Regions from separate parts of the Mus musculus genome. Here region 1 is linked to region 2. Evidence: chromatin contacts called from public Hi-C data. All regions are on one chromosome and are shown on one strand. Each heading gives the region's core, a stretch centred on a gene start, on an enhancer-like site or on the middle of the called end of the contact. The rest is flanking DNA. Distances are from core to core; before and after follow the strand shown.

Region 1 (5,928 bases), core at 2,196-4,695, 400 kb before region 2:
TGCTACTCATATGATGATGTAACACTTGAGACAGGAAGTGCATTAGTGACTGACGTTGTGAGGACACTGGACTGGGGGCAGGGATGCTCTGGGACCCTGTTTTCCCGTCACTGCCTCTCACTGGTGTCTGTGGGTATATGCATGGTCTCCAGCAGTCCGTCCGCATGTAGGGTTTTCCTGACTCTGGAGCTCCGGACCCCCCCACCCCACCCCAGTTTCTAAAGGGAAGTGGCCCAGCCTTCCCTTTTCATTCTCTGCTGTTCCCCCATACCTTTGCCCACCCAGTCCCACTGCCCTGGCCCTGCACGTTGCCCTTCTTTCTTCTGATGCTGGGCATCTCTCTCCCGCCAGCGCCCTCAGTGGTGTGTTCCTTGACACATCATATGTAATCCCCGTCAGCCTGGATTTTGACCTGTCATCTTATCTTCTCACCCAGTCGCTGCCACGAGCTGCTTGGGGAAATCCCTCTGCAAATAAATGTATCAGTTCCCGAGGTTGCTGCTACCTTGAGCGGCTGAAGAGCCTTTCATCTCTGTGGCTGTCACTGGCCAGAGTGCTGCTGAACTGTCCGCCCCTTGTCTCTAGTGGAAGGCTTTTTTGCTGCATATTCCTTTCCTAGTACTGTCTGAGTGACAGGCTTCAACAACACACATTTCTGGAGATAAGAAGTATATCAGAAATCAGAATGCTGATAGAGTGAGTTCGTTCTACAAGCTGAGAGAAGGACCTCTCACCAGGTAACTCAACTTGGCTTATAGATGCTGGCTTCTTCCTGGTTTTTTATGTCATCTTTCTGCAATATGTGTTTATCCTTACCCCTCCCTCCTTTCCCCCTTCCCTCTCTCCCCCTCTTTCCACAGGGACATACTACGTAGCCAAGACTATCCTGGATTCAGGATGTTCCTACCTCTGCATAGCAAGTGCTAGGACTATTTTTCTTCTTTTTTTAATCAGGGCATCTTTCAGATGGAACCAGGAGCTCTCTGAACTCCTGTAAAACCTCCTGTTAATGTAATTATATTTGTAACAATACTTTTTCCTCCTTCCTAAGTATGATCACTTCCGGAAGTATCAGAGTTAAAACGTAGACATGTGAGTTTTCGTGGGCACAGATCAACCACTACATCCTTTCTTTTCTTAAAGCTCTCGGTTTTCGTAGCGTCCCACTCCCTTCCTACAGATGCCTCCTCCCTGACTCCAGAGGGCTGTTCCTTTCCTCCTGTTTTGGCCACTTCCTCTTCCCTTTCCCTGGCCCCTGTCTCCTACACTCCTCTTCCAGAAGCTTCCAGGAATGATTCCCCTCCTTATTTCCGGGTGTTCCCCATTCCTAGCCTATTGGCCACAGGCTCTGAGCATGCTCCACTCGGCCCTCGTGTTTTCTTTTGTAATAGCGGCCCTCAGCCCTCTGAGATCATGTCTCATGCTCTCATTGAGTGTCTTGTCTGTCCCTTGATTTTGGCTACCCTCTTTTATTATAGTCACACGAGAGTGTTTGACTCAGCTTTCTATTCCAAACTCTTCACTGAGGTATCCGCATGCCCATTTAGGTGTTTCTGCCCTTGTATCTACAGCCATCGTGGGCTTAGTGAACACAGAATATTAATAATTCCTGTGTTGCCCAAACATATACTTTCTCTTGCTTTTAACTTAGAAACTGGCTTTTCCAGCTATGTGATTTTTCTAGGGTGGGAACCTGTTGTCTTCCTAAATTCTCCAGCCCCCTATGCAAACACTGGCTTGGCTCTCCTCCTTATGTCCCTTTGGTTCCCACCACTACCCTGGGCACACACTTCTGACATCTCTTGCCTGGCCTTGTGGTCGTCTTCTGTCTGGCTATCCTCCCTGTGCTTGCTTCCAGTTCCAACCTGATGAGATTGACACAAATCACGCTCTGCTCATACTTCCGCCTTCATGGGTCTCTGTCAGCCGTAAGTTCCTTTTCCTGGCTTGACTTTCAAGGCTTTTCGCAGTCTATTGTGTTTCTGCGTTGCTGTGCCTGGCGGACATTTGTTCACTGTTCTGATGCCCTCGTTGTCATTGCCTCTGCTGCCTGTCAGCTCCGTGCTCTGTCACTGTCACCTGCTTTATCTCTGCTCCTCTTTGGTCTCATGACTTCATTGCTCCTTCACTCCTTCCTTCCCCAAATGTCTTTCAAGTCATGACCCTTCCCTACTGAAAGACTCATGCATCTAGAGCTTATGGATGTCTTGTGTTAGTCTTTGGTCGTGAGCTCAGCTTGATTCTCCATCCAGTCAGACTCTGAGAGGTAAATACGGAGTTGTTGAGCAGGTGGCCTCCCATGGCATCATTCTGTCTTATAGAAACAATCTAAAAAAAAAAAAAAAGCTGGGTGTGGTGGCGCACGCCTTTAATCCCAGCACTTGGGAGGCAGAGGCAGGCGGATTTCTGAGTTCCAGGCCAGCCTGGTCTACAAAGTGAGTTCCAGGACAGCCAGGGCTATACAGAGAAACCCTGTCTCAAAGAAAACCAAAAAACAAAACAAAAACAAAAACAAAAACAAGAAAAAATAGTCTGTGCTGTTATCTAGTTTGTTTCTCACTGTGGTCATTCTGCCTACCCCAGATGCTGTGGATCACAGTGCGCTGGCTAGTTTCATGTCAGCTTGACACACAGTAGGCTCATTGGAGAGGAGGAAACCCCGACTGGGAAACTGTCTCTGTAAGATTGGACTGCAGGCAAACCTCTACATGTCTCTGTAAGATTGGACTGCAGGCGAACCTCTACGGGGTTTTCTTAATTAGTGATTATTGTGGGAGGGCCCAGCCCATTGTGGGTGTCATTCCTGGGCCGGTGGTCCTGGGTTCTGTAAGAAAGCAGGCTGCACAAAGCATGAGGAGCAAGGCAGCAAGCAGCAGCCCTCCATGGCCTCTGCGTCAGCTCCTGCCTCCAAGTCCCTGCCCTTTAGTGTTCCTGCCCTGAATTTCTTCAGTGATGAACAGTGATGTGGAATCATCAACCAAATAAACCCCTTTCTCTCCCAGTTGCTTTAGTCTTGGAATTGTATCACAGCAATAGTAACGCTGACCTAAGACACAAGCTAACCTATACGTTATTGTTTAATTACAGCAGAGGCCATTGCATTTCAAGCTCGTGATATTGCACAAGTGGAAAAAGAGCCTCATGTCTCCTCAATTCTCTTGCTGGAAATTTAGTTTAAATTTTGCACGTCGAAAACTTTCCGAGTTTTTTTTTTTTTTTTTTTTTTTTTTTTGCGATTTCTATTCTAAAAATGTTCGATCAGACTTGCCATCTCCCTAATTATGGTAGACATAATTACCATAATTATGTCTCCTCCGGGCCAGTGGCTGGAATGTCTGGGTAGAGTCAGAGAAGTACATGTCACAGAATGCAGAATGTGTGACATTTGGGGGAACTAGTCACCTTCATTTTGACAAGACCAGAGAGCTAATAGAAACCAAAAGCCAAGGTTCATCCTGTTTCTGCCTTGAACACCGCTATTCTGTGAGCAGGGTCACTAGGCTGCAGCTGTCTGTGCCCTGTGAGGGGGGAGGGCTCCCCCACCCCCAGCTGTTTGTGTGTGTGTGTGTGTGTGTGTGTGTTCATTCATTCGTGGGAAGCTGGCCTTTGACATTGGAAGAGTTTTCGTATTGCATAAGTACTTAACATTTTTCCTTAACACGTGGAGTTTGAAGTCTTGAGGTTGCTTGGCCGTGGCTGAGGTCCTCTCTTACCAGGAACCAGGATGATTGGAATTGACCAATCAAGGCTGAGGTGTCTCTGTTTCCTGAGGCCTTGAATCTGTGGTCTACTATTGATTTCTAAAACTACAGCAAATGTGTCTCTTCTTATTCTTGACATTGCAAGTTCATAACAGTGTAATTATAAACCATTTGAACCATTGGTGGTTCTGTTTTACAAATCTGTTTTCTTAAGACCATGCCAGTATTTTTAAAATTCTTAAAAGTGCATTTTTAGCATTTAGACAATAATTAAAGCGATACATTCCTCTTGTGAGTCTGTTATTTTTTTTTATTTTTAATATATCATTCTCATTATTCTTTGAATTTATTGTTTGGTTTTAGCATTGTGTTTTCTCTTAATATTTAGTTTTATTAACTACTTCTTTTAAAACATATACACCAGGAAAGCTTCTTAAAACTTTCTCCTTTATGATGTGACAAAACCATAAATACCATGGCAGTAATATTTATTACATGGTATTTTTAAGTTGAAAAGATGTTTTTCTTCATATATTTTTACTGTTTAAAATTTATTTTTTATTTTGTGAGCATAAATGTTTGCCTATACTTCGTGCATGTACATCACATATGTGCTTGGTTTCCAGAGAGGCCAGAAAAGGAAGTTGGCTCCTATGGAACTGGAGTCCCAGACAGTTGTGAGAAGCCATGCAGGTGCTGGGAATCAAACCCAAGTCCACTGGAAGACCATCTGGTGCTTCTAGCTGCTGAGCCATCTCTCCAGCCCTTTGTATATTTTAAAATATCTATTCCAAATCGTACAGTTATACACACACACACCACACACACACACACACACACACACACACACACACATATGTATATGTGGGGGCAGGGAAGAAGAGACTGTATGAATGGAAGAGAATGTATGAGAAAAACCTTTCTATGGTTTTTTGGTTTTAAAATTTGTTTATTTATTTATATGAGTACATGTTTTCAGACACACCAGACACACCAGAGCATTGGATCCCATTACAGATGGTTGTGAATCACCATGTGGTTGCTGGGAATTGAACTCAGGACCTCTGGAAGAACAGTCAGTGCCCTTAACTGCTGAGCCATCTCTCTAGCCCCTTTTACGGTTTTTATGAACAGATAGAAGACAGAAAAATATTTCAACAGCATATACTTGTATTTCCAGGAAAATTTATATACTCTTCTCAGTGATCAAAATGCTTTATCTTTGGTTTTGTTTTGAGATAAGGTCTTAATATATAGTCCTGGCTATCATAATATTTACTGTGCAGCTCAGGATGGCCTTGGATTCATAGCCATATTCCTGCCTCAGTTTCCTGCGTGCTGAGTTTGCCAGCACCCACATCACATCCAGCTTAACAACATATAAACATGACATGTAGGTGCTGAAAGAGGCAGAGAACGCAGGGAGTGTTGGGATTCTCAGCTCTATGCCCTTATCTGTCCTTTTCCAGTCTAGGATGTTCGCATGTGAGCTGTCTATGTGGTGTAATGTTTGGAAGGTGTCTTCAAAGTCAGAGTCTGACAATTATAATCTCTCCCTACCACACCTCAAATGTGTCACGCAACTCTGTGTTTTAATCAATTTAAAGGCTGCAGTGTGCAACTAATTTTCTTTCAAAAATAGAGCAGACTGATGTCACGCTTTCGGGTATCTTAATGGTTCTCTGCAAGCGGAAGAAGGAGACAGAGCTGTCGTCAGAATGCCCCAAACTTCAGGCATCCCAGGGTTTGCTGGTGAGAATGTGCCAAGCCTGCCTTTACCCTCCCTAGTGTACGTGTTGGCGGAGACAGACTGATGTGTGTCCCTAGGATTTAGTCCTTGCTTTCAGGTGAGACTGTACTGACTCTAACTTACTTATATGTGGGTGTTTATTGAGTCTGTTTTCAAACAAGCAGATGACACCAGCGCAGCATTGGCCCTGGGCAGGGGAGAGGAGAGTTTCCCACACATTCCCTGAGGACCGGGGCTTAGGCTTCTCCAGGTCCTCTGCTCTACCCATGCGTTGCTTCTGGAGGAGCCCAGAGGCAGTGTGGGGCTTGCCAAATCCTTTAAGTATGTGCAGATGATAAAAATGATCAAGGAATCGGTTTATATATACCCACTGCTGATACAGTGGGGAGGAGCGAAGACACAAATCGCTACATTGTGTGCGGTCTGGATGTCTTAGAATGGCTCCGTTTCAGAACATAATTTCTGAGTTCTGATTGA
Region 2 (5,097 bases), core at 1,583-4,082:
CTTTGAGGCGATCCGAATCAACATTAACATTTATCATTGAACTGGTCTCAGCTGAAGCAAAGGGTTTCAGTGCATGGAGCAGTGTCACTATTTGTGTCCAGGAGTGTTGGGAGGCACTGTTACCTAAGCAACGGTCCAGAGAGGAAAGGAAGGAATTTGTTGAGTTCTGATTTGCAAAACACAGAGCCAGTTCCCAAGTCTGAACTATCCCAGCTGCCCATGGCCGCAAGCTCCAGTTTGCCTCCACCCCTCGTCCCAGGTGCTGTCTGAACAAATAATCTCATGTTGGTGAGGGTGCACCCGTGGCCATGACCGCCTCTGCCCTGCTTGTGCATTCTAGCTTAAGGGTGGCAGGTTGTTAGAATGAGTCTTGCTAAGCAGGGGCTCTCAGACCCATACTCTCAGAATCCATTGGCGTTTGTGCTGTTGTAGCTTCTAACTCCAGAGCCACCCTGATGCTGTGTGGTTCTGCGCGTCACCTCACCACTGGGGTGTGTGAACACCATTCGGGGAGATGAAGTGCAGAGGTTGAGGCTACATTCATTTCTCACCATCATCTGGGTGCTGGGCTCATGGGGCATGCTGTTCAGGGGAGGTGAAACATAGCATAAGATAGGGGCCCCGGCCGGAGCTTCTCTGGGTGAGAAACGGTGCAGGCTGGGGCCAGGCTGCAGTTCTCTAATGCATGGGTACTCAAATGCTGCTAGGAACTGCAAGTAGTTGAGAAAGAGGGGTGGGGGTAACCATGGGCCTGAGATGAGTGGGGTGGAGGAAATCCTGCTTAGCCCAGAGTGGGTGTCAGGAGTGCAGAGAGGCCTTCAGCAGGAGACTTAGCATGGCTCTGTATTGACTAAGACTTCCTCAATTGGTGGTCTTTGAGGAAGGAGAGTCCTTGCTTGTCCAAAGTGTTTATTCATGATAGAAAATGGATGTATACAACTTACTCAGAGTGGACCAGAGATTAAATACTTTTTGCTTCGTGCAAAAAGTATTTATTAGCTAAGCCCTCAAGTCCAAGCCATCTAAATACCTCATTAGTATGGAGAGCTCTGGGCTCTGCGCTACCTGACCAGTTGTCCTGGTCCTCTTAGTGGGATGTCTTGGTGGTCACTGTGTTCCAGGACAGGAATCCCGGTTCCTTCATCAACTTGACCTTACCAGTTTTTCTGCCTGGTGACACAGTTCCACCTGCCCCCACACTGCTGCTACTTGAAGGAATACATAGTGAGTAACCGAGCTCCTATCTAGTGCTCCTGTCCCCAGATCCTTTTGTTGGGTCCCTTGGAAGCTCTGCTGTGGTGCTCCAGTGGGCAGGCTGCATTTGTATGGAGATTATGCTCAACCCCCACCCCCACCCCCAGTGCAGAGCTGTCCCACTGGCTGCTGCCTGCACATCTCATTGCACATCTCATCCTGTCTGAGGCCCTGTTACAGTAACTCACTCACTCTGCAAAGCAGTCACTGAGACAACAGTGAAGCAGTGAGGGCATCCCGTTTAAGCAGACAGGCATTCAAAGCAACAGGGAAGAGAAAGATGGAGACACTGGAGAAGATGGAAACAAAATATTTTAAGTGAGCTGCTCTAGTTGGAGGACTCTGGTTCTACAAGACATTTTCTGAAATAATTTTTAAGTTGGTTGGTTGTGTTTCTCCTCGGGTTTTCTAACAGCTGTTTGGTCTCTCTTCTGCAAATCTTTTGTGGCCTCTGGACCCAGACTTAGGCAATCAATCAAATCTACAAGTCATTTATCAGAAGCCCCTGAGGGTGGGTTAGGTAGTTAGACTGGGGCAGTCAGAGGCCCCAGGCCTAGCATATTATCTGTGAGTTTAGGATAGTTGACATATCTTTGCTCTCCTTTGGGCCAGTTAAAGTGATTGTTTGGAGTGTGAATATCTCAGTAAATATTTTGGGGTGTGTGTGTGTGTGTGTGTGTGTACACAAGAGAGAGAGCATGTGCACACGCACAAGTGTGTGCAGTTTATGCATTGGTACACGTTCATGTGTGTACTTCGTTCATGTGTGTACGTGTACGTGTACGTGTGGAGGCCAGAGGACCTCAATTGTTATTCCTCAGGAATCTTCCACCTTGGAGTTTTGAGACATGGTCTGTCTCTGGAACTCAGGCAAACCAGACTGGCTGGCCAGCAAGCCCAAGGGATCTCGCCTCCTGTTCCTGCCTCCCTGGCACAGAGATTACAAACATGGAACTACCACATCTAACTGGGTTTTGGGATCTAACTCATGTCGTCATGTTCACATAGCGAGTACTTTGCTAACGGAGATATTTCCTCAGCTCTCTCCTTCATTTTGATCTGTTTGTGCATCTGTGTATATGCGCATGTACATGATTGCATGTATACATGTGTTCACATGGGCATAACAGACAAAGGTAGATGTTGACTGTCATTCCTCGGTCTCTACCTTGTAGGTGGAGACAGCGTCTCTCACTAAGACCGGAGCTCGCCAGCTCGCCTGTACAGCTCGCCTAGCAGTCCTCAGGGATTACGTGTCTCTGCCTTCCCAGCACATGCCAAGTCCCCATACTTGCATGGATATCTTCATAGTCTCCTTTGTCTTGTTGTTTTAATGGATATTTTCTCCATGCTTATAGAGGAGTCCGTGGTGTGGCCAGCTCTGCTGAGCCTCACCATTGCTATCTGATTCTGTACTGCGCAGTTTCCAGAAGCTGCACTTACTTCCTTACTCGGGTTCCTTTCCATCTAGACGTTGGCCATGGTGAAAACACTGCAAATATTTGGAAACATCCTCCCTTTCAATCCAGTGCAGCTGAGCCTCCAGCGAGTAATTCCAGCCCCTGTCTGAGGCCCGTGCTTAGGCAGCTTTTACTGCTCGGTCTCTAGGCTCCCCCTACTGGTCGTTTCTATGTAATGCTCTCTGCCTTTTCTTTCTTCAGTCATTTTCCTGTGCAGGATCTCCTACTGCCATATTCCTCACACCAGACACAGCCCAAGCTCTTCTTTGCTGTGTAACAGCATCACCAAAATCTTACCAAATCAATGCATGATTATTGCCTCAAAATTTCTGTGGGTTGGGAGTTTCCAGACTTGGACAAGATGTTTCCTCTGCTTCCTGATTTCACAAAGATACAATCAATGAATCTGCTAGGGCTTGCAAGTTTAACTAAGGTAACTGGATAAGGGTAGACATCCAAGTTCATGTGGTTGCTGGAAACAGTTTCCAGCTGGCTATTGGAGTGATGACTGGCTAGGCTTTTTGCTGGCTGTTGGCTTAGGTCAACCACAGCTTCTTGTCTCTAAATCTTCCGACCATAGCTGTTTGCTTCCAAAAAGCCAGTAAGCAAATAGGACTTTTAACCCAATGGGAGTTATCAACTGACCCAACAATTGAGATCTTACCTTCCTTGTATTCATTTGATTAGAAAAAGTCGCTGGCCACTCCCATGTTCAGTGTGGATACCAAGTGCAAGCATCAGGGGCTCAGCATGGGCTTTTGTTTTTAGTGTAGCTTATGTCTCTTTCCATCATGGAGCACTGAGTAGAGCATGAGGCCTGGCCTTTACGCGTATTGTCGCCAGCTTCCGCTGCACTGGGTGGACAGTTGTTTCTGCTTTGCTAAATATTAAGCACCCTCACCACTTTGGGGGGCATTTGTGATTTAAGCTAGGGTCTTGTGCATGCTGAGTGCATACTGCACACCCTGAGCTATATCCCCAGCCCACCAACCTCCTCTGCTCTGTTCATCTAAAAGTGTAAAACAGCTCTGTAGTGACATTTTTTGAGAATTCTGGGATTTTGGTTTCTTTTGAAAATACAGAAATATTATAAGAATGTGCTTTTGTTTTAATCCCTGGTGTAGGGGTGTGGGGCTGCTTCGTTATCCACAGCAGCTGACTATGACTTGCCCAGTGCGCTAACAGAAGTGTGGTCTTGACAACTGCAGATAATTTTCTGCAGTTGTGTAACCTTTGGAATTCTGGGAAGTTTCCAGAAGATGCATAGATGCTAGGCTCCCGAGATGCAGGGGAGGTGGTAGTTGGTCATTAAGGGAGGTTGGTTGAGGCTTGTTAGTAGCCATAGCCAAAGAAAAACCAAAGAAATAAGTTAGATGCAGGGCTTTCTTTTTATTCTATCCTTGTTTCTCTCCTATCTAGTATTAGGGAGTGAAACCGAGGGGATAAAGGGTGGAAAAAAGAAGAACCCACAAAGTAGCAAAGGCCAGCTACACAATTCCTCTATTTCCACGTCAAGTCACTGATGAAATGCTGAAGAGGGGGCTGGTGTGTATATATGGGTACACTTACACGATACATACCCGCCCAGACACATTTTCATATATGTGTGTGCTGAAAGGGAAAGAATGACAAAGGGGATTCCTGGAGACTTCCCGGTCCTCTGGGAGCCAGGAAGTTCAGCTCTTGAGACCAAGACCGTTGTCTTCCTTGCCAAGTGATCTGCTCTTGAACTGAGCCACTTTGTAGCTCAGCAGCCTTTCCCTGTGCTTCTCGGGGGCAGCAAGGTGCATCAGGGAATAACAACCAACTACGCTAAAGGTGACATACACTGCGCAAGTTACAGTGCAGCTCCTTGCCACTGCATTCAGAAAGAGGGCCCATTGCATTTGCAGTTTGTGTAAAATATAATCAATGAATTTCTCACGGGATGAACTTTGTCATGTTTAGAGTAATTTCATAGGAATTCTTGGCTTCACCTAGTCCCCTATGTAAAGGGACAGCCTTAGTGGTCCTGTCCTGCATTTCACGTGGCGATGACACTCAGGCGATGGAAGGTGGATGCTCTTTGTGGACAAGTGTGGACACGTACTAAACCTTCTTCCCTGGAGCCCTGTACGCAGCCTTTCTCTTCAGTCACCTGGCTGTCCGGTTTTTAGAAGGAAACGAGAGCATTCGTTTCTGTTCTTTAGGAGTACAGAGTTAAATAGCATGGGAAACACACACCTTGTACAGCCTTTATTTTGAAGGCGACTGAGTTCAGTCATGGGCTCCTCCTGATACCAGTTCAAGTCTATGTAGTTTATTCAATAGATATTTAGTGCCCACTTTATGCCGTAGACTTGATAGGCAAAAGAAATAGAAAGTAAAAGAGAAAACAAACAAA

The links. Hi-C and Micro-C count contacts between places; a contact is called where the count stands out from the background.
Region 1: a Hi-C map of muscle stem cells shows a contact between it and region 2, with 3 times the contacts expected there. The contact joins two enhancer-like sites. A contact is called at or near these places in 1 of 39 promoter capture datasets (embryonic stem cells), 3 of 15 datasets of contacts at CTCF or cohesin (the NIH/3T3 cell line and embryonic stem cells), 83 of 484 Hi-C or Micro-C datasets (the 3T3-L1 cell line, the Ba/F3 cell line, the C2C12 cell line and 39 more), 17 of 115 datasets of contacts at active chromatin or transcription factors (the NIH/3T3 cell line, astrocytes, a beta-TC-6 cell line and 13 more) and 2 of 9 other capture datasets (embryonic stem cells and macrophages).

Annotation. Positions count from the first base shown.
Region 1 is chr5:5,363,133-5,369,060 of GRCm38.p6, reverse strand. The region is part of intron 2 of Cdk14 (cyclin-dependent kinase 14); the gene reads left to right. Among named protein-coding and RNA genes, the nearest start is that of Gm30151, 4.6 kb to the left of the region's middle. Within about 2 kb of position 3,445, at least 5 of the 459 cell types and tissues checked have an H3K27ac peak or open chromatin away from gene starts, as enhancers often do. A contact at or near this core is called in muscle stem cells, where this site is marked.
Region 2 is chr5:4,959,901-4,964,997 of GRCm38.p6, reverse strand. The region is part of intron 10 of Cdk14 (cyclin-dependent kinase 14); the gene reads left to right. Among named protein-coding and RNA genes, the nearest start is that of Fzd1, 200 kb to the right of the region's middle. Within about 2 kb of position 2,832, at least 38 of the 459 cell types and tissues checked have an H3K27ac peak or open chromatin away from gene starts, as enhancers often do. A contact at or near this core is called in muscle stem cells, where this site is marked.